2 separate regions of the Zea mays genome follow, and region 2 is linked to region 1. A link is a contact called in public Hi-C data. All regions are on one chromosome and are shown on one strand. The core of a region is the stretch at or near the end of the contact, and the rest is flanking DNA. Distances in the headings are between cores, read along the strand shown.

Region 1 (3,112 bases), core at 310-2,809:
ATATCAGAAACTGGTGCACAGCAGGTACATGTTAAATGCCAGGCTAATTTTATTTTATTTACTACTCATTCGGACATATCTCATTGCTTTGCATTTTGCCCCCAAGATGCTTTTGGACACCCAAGCAGTAAAGACTATTCTCCTAGACATCCCAGCTCTTGGAAAACAGGTAACCTTAATCTGAACAGTTGTCTATGTCAGATATTATCTCAATTGTATGCATGTCTTATATTGTCTAGCAGTCTAAGTGGACTAATTCTTCTGTTTCATGTCTTATTGAGTCTGGAATGAAATCTGGCTGGAAACTGTGCATGTTCAGCTAAAATGATCTGATTCTTATGTACATAGGCTGCAAATGCAGCGGATCTGTGGTTGATGCTGGATTACAGCATATATATATGTATATATTATCATGGTATGTATCTTATATGCGGCTTCCTTGCATTGTGTGTTGCAGAGTACAGGTGCAGCTAGCTACTCGAAATTTGTCAGCCGAGAAATGGGTAAAGCCGAAGCTCTACTTAAGGTAAATTGGGGAGGACACTATAATGATTGCTGAAAAGGCACTTTGCTGAATGATTACCACCAGGTAGTATCAACTGATGGCATAACTCCATGCAGGTCATTTTGTCGCCAGTTGATTCTGTCGCTAACACATACCGTGCCCTCCTTCCCGAAGGCACGCCTCTTGAGTTTCAGCGGATACTTGACCTCAAGGTTTTTACATTAAAATCCGGCCCCTTTTGTATGCCAACTTCAACCTCCCAGGCTAATCTGACACCCAACTGTTTGCTTCTGCTGTTACTGACTATCACAGGGCTTGAAGAAAGCAGACCAACAAGCTATCCTGGAGGACTTCAACAAACACGCCCCTGCACCAGCCCCCGCCATCAAACACCCTGCCGTTGCTCCGACGGTGGCGACACCAGTTGCCACAGCATCTGTCCAGATTGTGCCCTCGGTGGCAACTCCAGCTGTTTCGATTACACCAAGCATGGCCTCCTTGAAGGGAGCACTGGCGAACCAAGAGGACGTCCTCGCCCGAGCTGCCGCCCTTGGGCGCGGAGCAGCCACCACGGGCTTCAAGAGGTTCCTTGCATTGACAGAGGCCGCCAAAGATCGCAAGGATGGGCCGTTCCGCAAGCTCTTCAACGCCTAAAATGTCGCTCACCGTTGTGTTCATAGTTCGTGCCCCTCGTGCAGTGAACATAGATATAGGAAATCCTTTCCACATCGTGTACACACCATTACCGTTAACCGACAGTCTATAACAACCATTTTGACAGATTATCCTATCCCATCCTGCGGAGAACGATTAGCTCAGTTGTAGCATAGAGATTTTGAGACAGTTTGAGCTATTAGATAAGTTTTTCCCCCTGGTTTTGTGCATGCAAACCCAAGATTCTATACTCGTGATTGAATAATCGTTTCTCTCCTTTTTTTTTTCTCCTTTTGACGATCTGAAGGACGTCGTCGTTGGCCGTCCGTCCATTCAGTACGTCCTTCCTTCGGATGACGACACGAGCCTAGCAATTTCTGCAGGGGTAGTTGGAAGATGGTACAATATCAATTACCGACTTACCGTGCTGCGAGCCTGCGACTGACATGCTTTGGCAACGGCATATGCACCCTAAAGGAATATTCGCTACGCAATCAAGCATTGAACATTCAAGCTGGATTCAACAAAACATAGCATTATTTTATAGTGGTTTCCTTCAGCCATTTGAAGGAATAGGATATTGCAGCTCCAAGCATGCAGCAGTGCTCAATCCATATCTGCCGTTTTTGAGCGTGTGAAAATGCTTCTTTTTCCTCATGAGAACTGCCAATCTGCCATGGAGATGGAGTGGCGAGTGAGCGACCACTGACCGGGGAGTAGGGGTGGTAATGGATCGTGATCCAAATAGTTCTTCACAAAATGTCAATGCCCTAAATAAATTATAGTTAAAAAATGACTAGAAATAAAGCCCGATCCTAACCCGCTTCGATCCTTAAATCTTATAGTGCAAAAATTATAGCCCATTGTCAGCCCTACCGGGGAGGTTCCGGGGTCATGTTGTGTTGTGCGGTGCGCCGGTTCCGCGGTGCCGTTCGTTTTCGGCAACGGCAAGACTGCTGCCAACGCAGCCCTCGCGTGCGTATGTGCGACCGAGGTTTAGTTCTATACTCGATGCGGTTTCTATATACACATCTTTCGTTCTCAAATATTTATCGTCCGCTAATTCATTTTAAATTAAAACGTGGTAAATAAAAAAACGAAGAAAATACTATATTAATAGACTTTATTTTAATAAAACATAAAATATATGTGTTCTTTTGCTTAGAGGATGTAAATGTGCAGTCAACAACCAAACTTTCACTTGTATATAATTTTACTATATATTTTTTTATATAAGCGGAAACCAGAAAGATGGTGACTATGAAAGTATGAAAACTGGTGCTTTTATTTAGGGCTTATTCGGTTTGACGCTAATCCATGTGGATTGAGTGAAATTAGATGAGTTTAAATCTATAAAAAGTCAAAATTCACCTTAATACATTCTAATCCCCTACAGCCTACATGGAATAGAAATAACTGAATAAGACCTTAGTAGGGATCGCCGATTTCTAAAATAGGGCAGGGCAGATATGTCACATACGTAATAGAGAAGGGGCTAAGTGTTTGAATGACAAGTGGGTCCATCAGCCATGGGTACCAGGGGAAGAGAAGACCAAGTCTATATACTGCCTAGCCAATAGGAGAGAAGGGAGAAAATTAAGACATTAGAGAGTTTGTGATATAAAGAGGACTACTCACACATCCTAAGATAGTTTGCGATAGAAAGAGGTGTACCCATTATTAAATATACATCTTATTGAAAGGGAAATGTGCCTTTGGACCATTTATATAATGTTTTGGTGATTAAGTGCCAACACATAATCTTTGAGTTGTTATGTGCCAAACAAGCAAAAAGTGCAAATCATATGACAAGGTACGTTTCTAGACTTAGTACATTGTTTTGAGTACTAACATATTGTGTCTAAGTGCTAGAAGCAGGAAAAGAAAGAATTGCAAAAGACTTGGCTGAGTACAGCCAAAGTCCAGCTCGGTCTGGCACACTGGACTGTCCGG
Region 2 (2,910 bases), core at 341-2,840, 260 kb after region 1:
TACATATGAAGACTGTCAAATCTTTGCCTTGCACAACTAAACTTTTGCAGTGAATTCTAACTCTGATGCAGCATTGCACACATGTGAGACTTATGAGTTTCACTGGAAACTTTGAGTATAGGCAAAGAGGACTCCTGCAGGGCCTGCAGGATGTGAAGCTATTTGTTGATCTAACCTGAAAAAAAATAGGTGAAGGTGATAATGATACAGGCTGTAGCCTACATACTAGTTTTTCAACCTAAATTGGACCACACAGGTACTCGGTGCTCCCCATGGATGTTGAATGACATAGAAGCCATGAGTGGCAGGCAAGTTGTAATGCAGGGTATTATTGCCAGAACTGCAGACAGAACCTTGATTGGAGTGTGATGATACTGAAAATCAGCTGCTTGCACATTGGAAACATGATGACATATCTGAATTACCTGAAACTGACAGGTTTGCACAAGTCCTTGTTGTTTTGTGCACTCTTTCTGTCAGCTGATCAGTAACTCTGACGATCAAAACCAGACCTCATCCTGTCCAATGTCTCCTGCAAAAATTAATATCCTCTACGTCGATCTGAAGATCGTTTGGTTAGCTTGATAGGGGAGATACGTCGAGGTTTAGCCCAATCTCAAGATTGGTTGCGTAGCTTGACAGGTTGATGTTCTGCGTTTACGGCCATGAATTCATGATCCTTTTTGATGGTCCGCGATGCCAAAGGAGGACACTGCTTCTGAAGATCGCTTAAACAAGATAGCTATGACAAACTGCAATTTCGGCAGTTGAATTCTTTTCAGCTCTTCGATTCTTGCCTCAGGAACCAACGAAACTGAACTGGTAAACAGAGCGCGCATATTCTGAGAAGATTGTTTACGCGAGCTTAGAAGATTTAACGAGTTTGAGTTTCGCTACATTGTTTTCCGTTTTCCGAGCTTTTTAGAGTACTACTGCTGTACACGCCACACGCCTTAGGCTGTCCGCACTCATGGAACCCTAAATTTCTACCTTAAAAGGAATATTTCATCCTGATCAGCAAGATTCTCTACTCTATCCTATAATTCTCCGCATTCATATTCACCTTAAATTTCTACCCTATACCAACTATCACATATTCTATTATTTATTTTTCACCTCTCTCCTATCCATACCCAGCTGCCAGCCAACGAGGAGAGGAGAGAGATTATAAAGGTTGGTGTTTACGCAGAGTTGGAGAGAGACAATAGAGTAACGTATAGGGTGATCCACTGCAGCCCTCCACTTCACTGTAAAATTTTAGCGCAGCCTTTCCAGCTCCCCACTGCGGGCAGCCTTAGAAGATTGTTTACGCGAACCACTGCAGTTGGCGTATTCTGAGAAGGCCGCGACTTCTTGAAGTCCTCACTCTGAGGCTGTCCGCACTGAAGGACTCGGCACGCTACGCTACAGAGATAGGGTTTACTCTACCTGCTGCAGTGGCCTACCTTTTGAGCTACGCTATTTTCCAGTAGTAGTGCTGGAACAGCATATGCAGAGTAGTACGGCATAAACCCTATGCACTGCTTGGGTAGTTGGGTGGAATGAAAGAGAAATAAAAAAATAATATAATATGTGATAGTTGGTATAGAGTTGAGATATAGAGTAAACATGACTGCAGAGGATTGTGGTATAGAGTAAACATGACTGCTGACGGGGATAGAATATTTCTCTTAGAGTAGAAATTTAGAGTAGTATGAGTGCGGTGAGTCTCTGACACTAGGGCGCACAAACGGACAACGAACCCAGCTCGAAAAGTTGTCCAGGAGAAACCGAAGGTCGGCGGGATCCGCTCTCCGTTCGGGCGCGAGATCCGCCATCCCACCAGCAATGGCGGCGGGGATCGCCGGCGCGGTGGTGGCAGCGCTCCTGCTTCTGTATCCGGCCAGGGCAGCGGCAGCGGCGGCGGTGGGGGAGGGGCGGCGGTTGCACACTCTGTTCTCGGTGGAGTGCGGCGACTACTTCGACTGGCAGGCGGTGGGGCTCCTCCACAGCCTCCGCAAGGCCCGGCAGCCCGGCGGCGTCACCCGCCTCGTCAGCTGCGCGGAGGACCAGCTCCCGTCCTACCGCGGCCTCCGCATCGGCCACACCCTCCAGGTCCCCTCCTTCAGCCGCCACCCACGCACCGGCGACTGGTAACCCTCGCCGTCACATACACGGACTATCACTCCCCTCGTCGCTGCACCTGCCACGTCTGTTCTATGTTTTTTTTTCTTCGGCAAATTGTAAGAACCAAACAGTGTTGGTTATTCCGATGACCTATTTCACGAGGAGAGGAGGCGTTTTGCTCGTGAAAATTGCTGTCTTGCTTCGGAATGGAATGTGCATTTTAGGTGGAATTGTCGTTCGGTCGAGAAATTTGGAAGCATTTCTGTGGGGGAAAAAACGATTCAGTTTGGTGAATAGAAATTATATGTTAGGAATAGAATTGTCCATCCATGGCCAAATGAACTGTCAAGCTCCAGCATATCAAATGAATGGTCTTTGTAGGTTTAGGTGCTGTGGTTGTGGTATTTTATTTGCCAGGGGTTTTGGATACAATTTAACATGTGTGCAGTCGGTTGTGGTTTTACACTTTTATTGTGATGAGAGATCCTAAATTAATGCCACACTTTGTTGAGTAGTTGGGCTTGCTATTTTTCAAGTTGAGCTTCCTTGTTTCAAATGAAAATGTCCTCATTGGGCATCCCGCCATATTTCGTGTGAAGGTACCCAGCCATCAACAAGCCAGCAGGGGTAGTGCATTGGCTAAAGCATAGTCCAGAGGCCGACAATGTTGATTGGGTTGTAATCTTGGACGCAGATCAGATTATTCGAGGGCCCATTATTCCTTGGGAACTCGGAGCAGAGAAAGGGAAGCCTTTTGCTGCTTATTATGGGTATGTTTTTACTTGTTCAGCTATTAACTCTGTA

Evidence for each region. Hi-C and Micro-C count contacts between places; a contact is called where the count stands out from the background.
Region 2: a contact with region 1 is called in a Hi-C map of ear, with 4 times the contacts expected there. The contact joins the promoter of LOC100384210 here to the enhancer-like site in region 1. A contact is called at or near these places in 2 of 25 Hi-C or Micro-C datasets (ear and leaf mesophyll).

Annotation. Positions count from the first base shown.
Region 1 is chr3:170,306,147-170,309,258 of Zm-B73-REFERENCE-NAM-5.0, forward strand. LOC100501884 reads left to right here. Exons shown (of 24, transcript NM_001196523.1): 20 at 1-24; 21 at 107-169; 22 at 458-526; 23 at 622-717; 24 at 818-1,375. The coding sequence ends at 1,159. Among protein-coding and RNA genes, the nearest start is that of LOC100501884, 11 kb to the left of the region's middle. Within about 2 kb of position 1,560, at least 4 of the 20 cell types and tissues checked have an H3K27ac peak or open chromatin away from gene starts, as enhancers often do. A contact at or near this core is called in ear, where this site is marked.
Region 2 is chr3:170,568,583-170,571,492 of Zm-B73-REFERENCE-NAM-5.0, forward strand. LOC100384210 reads left to right here and starts at 1,591. Exons shown (of 8, transcript NM_001322002.1): 1 at 1,591-2,132; 2 at 2,706-2,876. The coding sequence starts at 1,828. LOC100285939 (two-component response regulator ARR11) reads left to right here. Exons shown (of 5, transcript NM_001158828.2): 5 at 1-77.